Regions from separate parts of the Mus musculus genome. Here regions 1 and 2 are each linked to region 3. The links are chromatin contacts, called in public HiChIP or PLAC-seq and promoter capture Hi-C maps. All regions are on one chromosome and are shown on one strand. The core of a region is the stretch at or near the end of the contact, and the rest is flanking DNA. Distances in the headings are between cores, read along the strand shown. Region 1 holds the start of Eid1 (EP300 interacting inhibitor of differentiation 1). Region 2 holds the start of Shc4 (SHC (Src homology 2 domain containing) family, member 4). Region 3 has its middle 160 kb from the start of Dtwd1.

The links. Promoter capture Hi-C pulls out the DNA fragments that hold promoters and counts their contacts. HiChIP or PLAC-seq counts read pairs in DNA pulled down with a chosen protein or histone mark.
Region 1: an H3K4me3 HiChIP or PLAC-seq map of bone marrow-derived macrophages shows a contact between it and region 3, with 5 times the contacts expected there. The contact joins the promoter of Eid1 here to the enhancer-like site in region 3. A contact is called at or near these places in 1 of 39 promoter capture datasets (liver) and 2 of 115 datasets of contacts at active chromatin or transcription factors (bone marrow-derived macrophages and pancreatic cancer cells).
Region 2: a contact with region 3 is called in a promoter capture Hi-C map of HPC-7-derived erythroid cells, with 6 times the contacts expected there. The contact joins the promoter of Shc4 here to the enhancer-like site in region 3. A contact is called at or near these places in 5 of 39 promoter capture datasets (the 3T3-L1 cell line, the C10 cell line, the HPC-7 cell line and 2 more) and 2 of 115 datasets of contacts at active chromatin or transcription factors (the NIH/3T3 cell line and embryonic limb bud).

What each region holds. Positions count from the first base shown.
Region 1 is chr2:125,671,511-125,674,544 of GRCm38.p6, forward strand. It overlaps Eid1 (EP300 interacting inhibitor of differentiation 1), which reads left to right and starts at 1,590. Exons shown (of 1, transcript NM_025613.3): 1 at 1,590-3,034. The coding sequence starts at 1,682. The coding sequence ends at 2,161. All of the region lies in intron 4 of Shc4 (SHC (Src homology 2 domain containing) family, member 4), which reads right to left.
Region 2 is chr2:125,722,809-125,725,867 of GRCm38.p6, forward strand. Shc4 (SHC (Src homology 2 domain containing) family, member 4) reads right to left here and starts at 1,340. Exons shown (of 12, transcript NM_199022.2): 1 at 1-1,340. The coding sequence starts at 569.
Region 3 is chr2:126,308,914-126,311,912 of GRCm38.p6, forward strand. No RefSeq gene overlaps it. Among named protein-coding and RNA genes, the nearest start is that of Dtwd1, 160 kb to the left of the region's middle. Within about 2 kb of position 1,263, at least 56 of the 459 cell types and tissues checked have an H3K27ac peak or open chromatin away from gene starts, as enhancers often do. A contact at or near this core is called in the NIH/3T3 cell line, bone marrow-derived macrophages and pancreatic cancer cells, where this site is marked.

The DNA of each region.
Region 1 (3,034 bases), core at 340-2,839, 640 kb before region 3:
CTATTGTGATATTCAAATAGTAGACTGCTTAAAATATGACAACATATTTGTTGGGTTAAAAAAGAAGTCAAAACAAAGAATATATCAATACATCGTTTCATTTATCAAAACTGGCAAACTTTTTATTGAACTATTTGCATAAAGTCTGAATTGTGGTTATTCACGAGGCACAAAAAGAGAGAAGAGTGGTTTTCTGGGATCCACGAATGATGCCTTTTCTTCTGGGTAGTAAGTAAACAAATATATGTAGCTTGTGATAATTAAGCCACACACATTACCTGTGCACTTTTCTCTATTAACATTTCAATAAGAACAAAAATCAACATGCAAAGATTATATTCCAATAACAGCTCATGAGAAACTTCATTTAATGGATAAAGAGGAAGATTTCATACAAATATGTTCAAGTATGTAAAACTAGTAAGGATCATGTAACACTTTGGAGAAAAGTTCGCTGAAGAATATAAAAAATGACCATTGGCAAAAATTATATAAGATAAAGAGGAATGCTATGGAGCATTGTCTCTTGGACATGACAGGGCCATTGCATCCACGAATAATAAACTAAAGCTATGGAAAGATTATAAAGATACAATCAAGGCTGGAGAAATGGCTCAGCAGTAAACAGCATCGGCTGCTCACACTAAGGACCAGGGTTCGACTCCCAGTAATCACAGGGCAGTGTACAACTGACTTCGTTTCTAGGAGTTCCAACGCCCTCTTTTGGCCTCTGTAGGCACAATGCACACACGTGGCACACAAACATTACAGACAGGCAAACAAACGCATACACACGAAAGAGAGATCAAATTGATAAAACTTAAGTTTACTTATATTAATTCCATAAAACAATACGTGGTAAGGGTGTGGATATTCTCAAACACTATTGGCTACAGTTTAAGTTTGTAGAGCAACCGTGGCGCGTGATTATCTGTATATATTTAAAATATGTATAGCCTATTTTCCACCTTTCTTTATCCTAGTACTCACACATGTATGTGGTTTAGTTTCCCCATGGTATATACGTGTGGACATACACACAATTTATCTTTGGTTAGGTCAACTTCAATAAATTCAGAAGAAAAAAACCGAAAAGTTAAATTTTCTCAGTGCGCAGGACGGGACTAGTGGGATTTGAAATGGTGAGAGGTAATGGACATGCTGATCACAGGAACGCTGGGGAGGCAGGGAGGTGGAGGAGAGATGGCATCTGTGACAGAAGGCCAGGGCTTTCCATCTAGGCAAAGCAAGCACTTGGCAAGGAACTTAGAGCTGGTCTCCAGGTGGGTCACCAGCGGAAGCATCGCGGGTCCTGAGTGGGTGTGAGGGTGAGGTGGGAGTCCGGGAAACATAGGGGGTGAGGGGTGGGAAGGGAAGAGCTCGCGCCCGCGCCCGCGCCCGCGCACCACGCCCCCCCCCCCCCCCGTGGACCAAGCGGCCTACTCGCCAGCACACGCACGCCATGCTGGCACGCGCACCACGCCCGCCTACCCGTTTGCGCACGTGAAACGTGCTCCGCACGCGCATCACGCATGCCCACTCGCCTGCGCACGCGCCCCCCCCCCCCAGCTCGCGCTCCACGCACGCCCTCTTGCCTGCGCACGCGCACCACGCCCGTTCGCGCGCCCGTCTCTGCAAAAGGTTCCTTTTTTTTTTCCACCTTGGTCGAGTCGCTTCCACCATGGCGGAGATGGCAGAGCTTTGCGAGCTGTACGAAGAAAGCAACGAGTTGCAGATGGACGTGCTGCCCGGCGAGGGCTATATGGAGGTAGGCCGCGGGGCCCGCGGGCCGGCCCCGGAGGAGGGCCCCATGGAGGAGGAGGCCGGGCCGGCCGCCGCCCGCGCCCAGCGCGGTCTGTTCCCCGAGGCTGGCGCGGACCTGGAAGGCGACGAGTTTGATGACTGGGAGGACGACTACGAGTTCCCTGAAGAGGAGCGCTGGAGCGGCGCGATGCACAGGGTGTCCGCCGCCCTGGAGGAAGCCAACAAGGTGTTCCTGCGAACCGCGCGAGCCGGAGATGCCCTGGATGGCGGCTTTCAGGCGCGGTGTGAGAAGAGCCCTTTCGACCAGCTAGCTTTTATCGAAGAGCTGTTTTCGCTGATGGTTGTCAATCGACTGACCGAAGAGCTCGGTTGTGATGAGATCATTGATCGAGAGTAAATGCTGACGAGAGAGGAGGAAACTACCTGAGAGGGAGAGATTCAACATTCTGCTATTTTGGGGTTCATTCCAAATAGTTCTGTGCAAAAAATAAAAACAGTTGGTTTTTGTTTCTCGGAATAGAAGACGGGACAGTGAATGACCATGCATTGTGGAAAAGGAGAATCGAGGAAGGAGGAGTGTTAAACCTGAGAATCGCGAGGAGAAAAAGACCAAATCGTTCCTCTTTGGTCTCACAGGGGCTCAGCAAAAACCTCTGGTTCAGACTGTTGATCGAGATGATTTTCCTTACATTGGAGAAGAGCTTTCTCTGTTAAGCTTTTAAAGATGGTTTGGAAGAGTAAATTGTGACTACCAATACAAGAATCTAATTAAAGAATGGGGGGAAATACATTCCAAGATGTCTTTAATTCGAACTGAAAGGCTATTGAAAAAAAAAAAAACTTTCCAAATTCTTTTTGGTGATTTATACACATCAGTTATCAAAAGCTAAACTTGAGGTTTAAGATTGAGTATTCATCTACCCCACAGAGTAGTCCAAGTAAATGTGGGTATAAATGTAGACGTGTTATCATGTGTGCTGTCATCTTAAAATGTGTTACAAACGCTTCTGGAATTTTGACTGCACATGTATCTTCATGATTTATAAAGCTACTGTGACCTCTAATTTGGAAAAACCCATTGTAATGATTTTCAAAGTAAAGAAAGAAACAGGATGTCTTTTTAAGGTTTTAAGTTCATGCATTAAATAAAATGTATGGGAAAGCCCAAAGACAAACTTTCTAATACCCTTTTATACTAGGGAAATTTCACTTGCTGTTTTGTACCTTGACAGATGGTAAGACTATAACTGAAGTTCATATTGTAAGAACT
Region 2 (3,059 bases), core at 90-2,589, 590 kb before region 3:
AGACCGTTCCCCAACAGGTGCTGCAGAGGGGGCCCGTCCTGCTTGCTCCTGGGGCTTGGTTCTCCAGGGCCAGGCAGTGGGCAAGTATCAGGACGCAAAGAGGTGGGCCTGCGTCCCACCTGGTCCGGATCCGGTGCAGGTGCAGGTCCAGTCCTGTTTAGATTGGATTCTGGGGACGCTGGACGGCTTGGAGTCTGATCCTGGTTCTCTTGGAGCTTCAACCGGCTCACCTGTTTCGTACCCAAGCAGAAGGTTTTCAGACCCAGAAAAGTGATGGGGTTGGCCAGCTTCATGCTTGCCATACGGGGAATCAAGGTGCACAGCGCCGTGGGGCTCTCCTGGCTGGACACAGTGGCATCCTCAGTCGGCAGGTGAGGGGCCAGGGCTGGGTAGGGAGGCGGCGACGAGCCCTTGTTTCCAACGGAGCCTCCGGGGCTCCCTTCGTCCAAAGACGTGATGGACTCGTTCCGAAAGCGGCTGTACTTGGTCCTGTGAAGCATCCCCAGGTGCCCAAAGAGTCCTACATACAGCGTGAGTCCTGCCTGGCTGTCCTGGCTGCGTTCTCGCATAGCCTTAGCAGTGCTGAGACTGGGCACCGCAGCCTAAAGTGCCTCGCAGTCCGGTAGACCCACGCCACAGTCACCTCTCCTGCTCTGGCGGTCACCAGCCCGGGTCCGAGACTGCTCAAGGATGACAGTCCCGGAGGACGCCTCCCCAGCTCTGATTGCAGGCCGGCCCTTCCAGGCCCTGGCAGAGGCCCCCGGAGCGCGGGGGGTGGGGTGGGGTGGGAGCGGGGGTGTCTTCGCCCCGGAGTCCCGTCCCCCAGGCTGGGGCAGCGGGTGCCACCACGCCTCTAGTCTTAGCAGAAATATTTACCCCCTTTTCCTCTGCGCACAGGAACTTTCAAACCTGCTCCCCTCCAGCTCCCACGGGGCGGGGCAGGGACTAGCCCATTAACCCTTTATTTGTTCCCGTGACTGTTCATTTCAAAGGGAAAAATAAAAAAGCGCATAAGAGTCAAAGGCCCTTCTGTATGGGCTGGGGTTATGACGGCTGCCCTCTCTCGGAGGATCTTGGTTCTGGGCCACCAGCCAGGAGTCCTAGCGACGGGCGCTGGTCTGCATTGTTCCTCCAGCTTGAGGTCCGGGCATCCTCTGTGTGGCTCGGGTCCGATCCCGGCCGGCCCACCCCTTCTCAGGGCGCCCTTCCCTCCTGTACTCTCCTGCAGGCTTTTTTCAGGAGGAGCCTGTGCACAGCAAAAGGCTGAGTTGAGCAGACGATACCCAGGCTGTTGAAATTTTTATGAATGAACTTTGCCGAATGAATTTCCCTCGTTGTGTGAGAGCTAATAAATCTGTGAATGGAGCCGAGAATAGCTGTAATTGACTGACCCGTTTGGGGCGGCGCGGGGGTGGGGGTGTGGGGGGTGCGATTTGGTTTTCATCCAATCAGGCTGCAGCTTCATGAGTCATGCACCGTGAATATACTAACTAGTAGCCGGGAGAAACGAAGCCGGGCAGAGAAAAGGGAGGGTAATATCTGATGAATGGGTTAAAAGTAAAGGCAATCTTTGCTCCTGGATCGTCAGTATGCTGGGAATCAGAAGGTTAAAAATCGATTTCCTTTCTTGTTAAGATGGGGAGGGGCGAGAAAGGAGCTAGAAATTAGATATATTGTTCCATGGACATTAGGGCATATGTTACACAAACAACTCTTGTTCAAAGCCTAGATTCGTTTTTCTTAGAAACGTTTTTTTTTTTTTTAATTGATTGCCGCCCCATCTTCTGTCTGATACAATTTCCTGAGCCCATCAAAGGCCCCGGGAAGACAACCGTAAAGGCTGAGCCCACAGGAAGCCTGAGCCCCAGCTGGGCAGAGGAAATGCAGGTTCATTCAGGAGCTGAGAAGAGCGGACTGCTGAGACCTTGGGGTGGGGGTGGGGTGAGAGTCTCCGGGAGGAAGCAGCTGAGGTTGCGTTTCTCTGTGAGCCTTGGCTCCAGTACCTGAGACTATTCATGATTTCGAATACTAAGGCAGCAGCCAAGAGAATCTGGGAAGAAGGCCACCTCACCTTCTCATTGACCACGGGCTCTCGAGTGCTCAGGACTTAGCCTGAACTCCAGGGCCATCCAAACACAGGTTTGAATGAAACCAGTGCAGGTGACTAGGAGACAAAGGCGCCTCGCCGCCGCCAAGCTTTTGTGCTTAGGCTCAGAACGGCTTGTTAGTATCCTGCCTGACAACTTTGTGAGCTTTTTCTATCCACTGGGAAGGCCTTTTGTGGCGTCCTATACCTTCCTTTCTGACTTTCTTTTTGCACCTCCACATTTGGCAAACACGAAAGGAATGGCTAAATCAGAACTCATATACCCGGAACCTAGGGAGACAGGATCAGGGGAGTGGAAGGTGGGAGGAGGAGGGAGTAAGACTGAAAAAATCCGCTAGTACCTCTACTGCTACGCATGCTTCTCTTTCATCTCTGCCTTCTCCTCTGGGTCCCACCTTACCGTATGCCATGCCACAGTAACATCCCACTACCTTGAGAGAAGTTCCTGTGAGTGGTAATGGCCTTGTCTGTGAGTGGCAGCTAATGAATGACGTGTGGGAGCATATGAAATAGCTACAGTCCCTGTAAAACATCCCCACAATGCTCCGGGAGAGTACCTGCATCTCCGAAGCATCCTGGGCAGCATTTTTTAAAAGGTTGCTGGAGAGATGGCTCAGTAGTTAAAAACGTGTACTGCTCTTGCAGAGGACCTGAAAGGGTTTGTGTCAGGTAGCTCACAGTACCTCTGGCTCCTGAGGATCTGATCTCCTCTTCTGGACTCCATGGCCACCTGCAAACACACACACACACACACACACACACACACACACACACACACACACACACACACTTAAAAACGGCACACACCTATACTTTTAAAATAATAAGATAAATCGTTAAAATAAATAAGCAAATTAAAGGCCAATGGAACCAGGGTGTCTCCATTGAAGTAGTGTTCCCAACTGCTAGAGTATACTATGTCATCTTAGGCAACCAAAAAGGAAAAGTACCA
Region 3 (2,999 bases), core at 13-2,512:
CACTTTCCTGTCGGCATCCCTTGTATTTTCTTCTCTCATCTTTTTGCTAAGTCTCCAAACACTACATTATTAAGAGGGGGGGATGCTTCAAGTGTTTTTCATTTATCATGATGTTGGCTATATGTTTGGCATATATAACCCTAAATGTGTTGAAATAGGGTTTTTTTTAATTCTTTGCCTCTTCAAAACTTTTATTATGAAGGGATATTAGATTTTTGTCAATGGCATTTTCTGTATCTATTGAGACAACCATGTGGCTTCTGTTGTTGAGTCAGTTTATGTGATGAATTATATTTAATGATTTATATCTATATATTGACCTATCTATGCATCTATGGAATGAGGATTATTAATACTATTATTATTACTATTGCTGGCCCCATTATTCACTCTCGTTGACAAGTCAAGGAATTATGTCCAGAAAAAAATAAGTCAAATATTCAAGATCCAATACTCTACTAATGGCCTAAGCATTCTTCCTGAGTCAAACTATAGGGCCATTTCCACTGTCCAAAAGGATCCTGCGCTATGATTCGTTCCTTCCTGAACACTAAATCTTGATATGCTTCTGTTCATCTGACTGGTCTCAGTTATGCATTCTGTTCCTTCATTCATTAAACGTTTCAAGAATCTATTACTTTGTAGTGACCCTTGCTTGTCCTACAGTCCCGTAATACAGAGCTCAGCAATTCTTTGGGAGTTAGAAAGAACAGTTTTGTTTTGTTTTGTTTTGTTTGTGCCATGATTGAGTTATTGGGGGGAGGGGCAAGAAATGATACAGTCACAGTCTTTAAGGGAATGATTCCCAACTGTCTATATGAATTAACAAAAGCAATAGTGTATTGGGTGATCAGTCTATGACCATAGATGGACTGATAGACATCAGTGGGGAAGGGGAGACATTCTACACACTTCCCCTCCGAGCCTCCAAACTTTGTGACAAAACAATATCTCTTATGTAGCTATACCCCACCTCATTTTCCAAAGTATTCAAAGACTTTCAGGAGCGTGAGTGCATAGAATTACACTGCTAAAATATAAACAATGAAGTCAACCAAGGCTCAGGAAAATATAAATATATAAAAGTCATTTCCAAGGAAAACCTCTATTATTCAGAAAGGGGGAAAAAACCCGTTCTAAATCCCCAAAGGCTGAAACACATTTAAAATAGACATTCCACGCACATGGTAAAACAAGCCTTCTATGCATGTAGTTTAGTCAGTGAGGTATTTTAAGGGCTCAGTTACTGCTGTGGGGTTTCCCCCACATGACAGTTACACACTCAGAATGCTTAAATCAACAGAGCTATAGAATTTATCCTCAGGATGTGGTCAGCGCAAAATATTTCAACATTCTTGGTCAATTTGCATATGGGTTTTCCAAGCCTAACATTGCCAGAAAGACCACGTCAATGCCTCTTATTTCAACAATGAGCCTGAATCATAATCATTCCTTCATTTAACAAGTATTTTGACAATAGGTTTTATGCCAGCAACCATGCAATACACTGAAAAGGCAAAGGCAAAGGAGGCACTGGTCCTTTCCTATAGGTCTTTCTTCCCTGGAGGAGAAAACAGGCTTGAAAATGGGTAATTAGTGCATGTGTAAGAGGTGTGCTTACAGAGGTATACACACACACACACACACACACACACACTGAAGCTGGTGCAGAAGCTCACACAGAGGTTGGCAAGCACACCTTAACTTCTAATCAGCATATATCTGCTTATAAGGTCACAGGCATTCTTGCTTGAAGATGCTGTTCATATTCAAATAATACCCAGGGAGTGGGAGAATACTTTGTGACTTGCTACCCGGCAAATATACTCATATTTGCTCATATTTCTGTTTTGATTGTATAGAGAAATAAGTCATGGGGAAAAGAGTAGCGACCGGTTACAACACTGGTCAGAATGAACAGGATAGAAAAATGTGGAGAAATTCTATAGTAAATGACTTGCAATACCAAGGTTAAATGACTATAGCTTGGGTCAAGTTGACATAAAACTAGCCAGCATACATATCTGTGATGAAACTCAATTTATAAATTAGGTACAGTAAGAGATCAACAACAATAAATAACTAATAACAACAATAAATACACATTAAAATAGATGGTTTTAAAAATAAACTGGAATAAAGTTATATGGCCATAGTAATTCTCTCAACTGCCAAAGCCAGGTAGCATACACACAGAACACATATACACTGAGAGAAAGGCTGGTGGACAAGAGGGATCAAGACCAGATTAGAATTTCCACACATACTTCTGAAGGCTGACCATGATGGAATGTGAAACTGCAAAGAATGGCTTAGCGTTGGGACTAGGTAACTACAGGGGAGTGAATTCTGAGGAATTTACCACATGCTATGTAGCAAGGCAACCTGCAGAGTTCAGGTCATTTGCTAGACTTCCTTTCTCTGTCTGTAGGAACCTCAAACCCCAGGGCTTCACTGACAATGACAACTTGTCTAGTGCTGTCCCAAGGCAAGAGCTGTATTTCTTTTGCAGAAATGAAAGTAAATACAATAACATTTGAAGAATCATGGGTTGTAAAGATTAAATTTAAAAAGTGACCAGAAAATTAGATAAAATGCAGAGCCTTCAAGAGACATATGCATATTTGTGTCCCCAAATTAATGCACTAGGAACTAAAAAGATTGAGTGTGTCCCTTAATGGTCTATGAGAGATGGTATTCATTTGAGAGTACACGCCACCAGAGAAGGCACATGCCAAGACATGCCCAGCATCTCCATCATATGTCTCTGAGCAGGTTACTTACCCTATAGAGGGTTTGTCTCACTAGAAAATGGGGGAATGATGATATTTACCTCACTGTTAGTTAGGAGTTGTTAGGATTCTATGTAAAAGTACTCTGCACTTAGCAATGCTCATACCTGACCAATGACCTTCCCTGGTTTCCTGGTGGGCAAATAGGCCTGGAAAGGGCATCTTGGCTATAGAGTCCTTCAGGTGAGTTAAGGGCCTCCCAAGTGA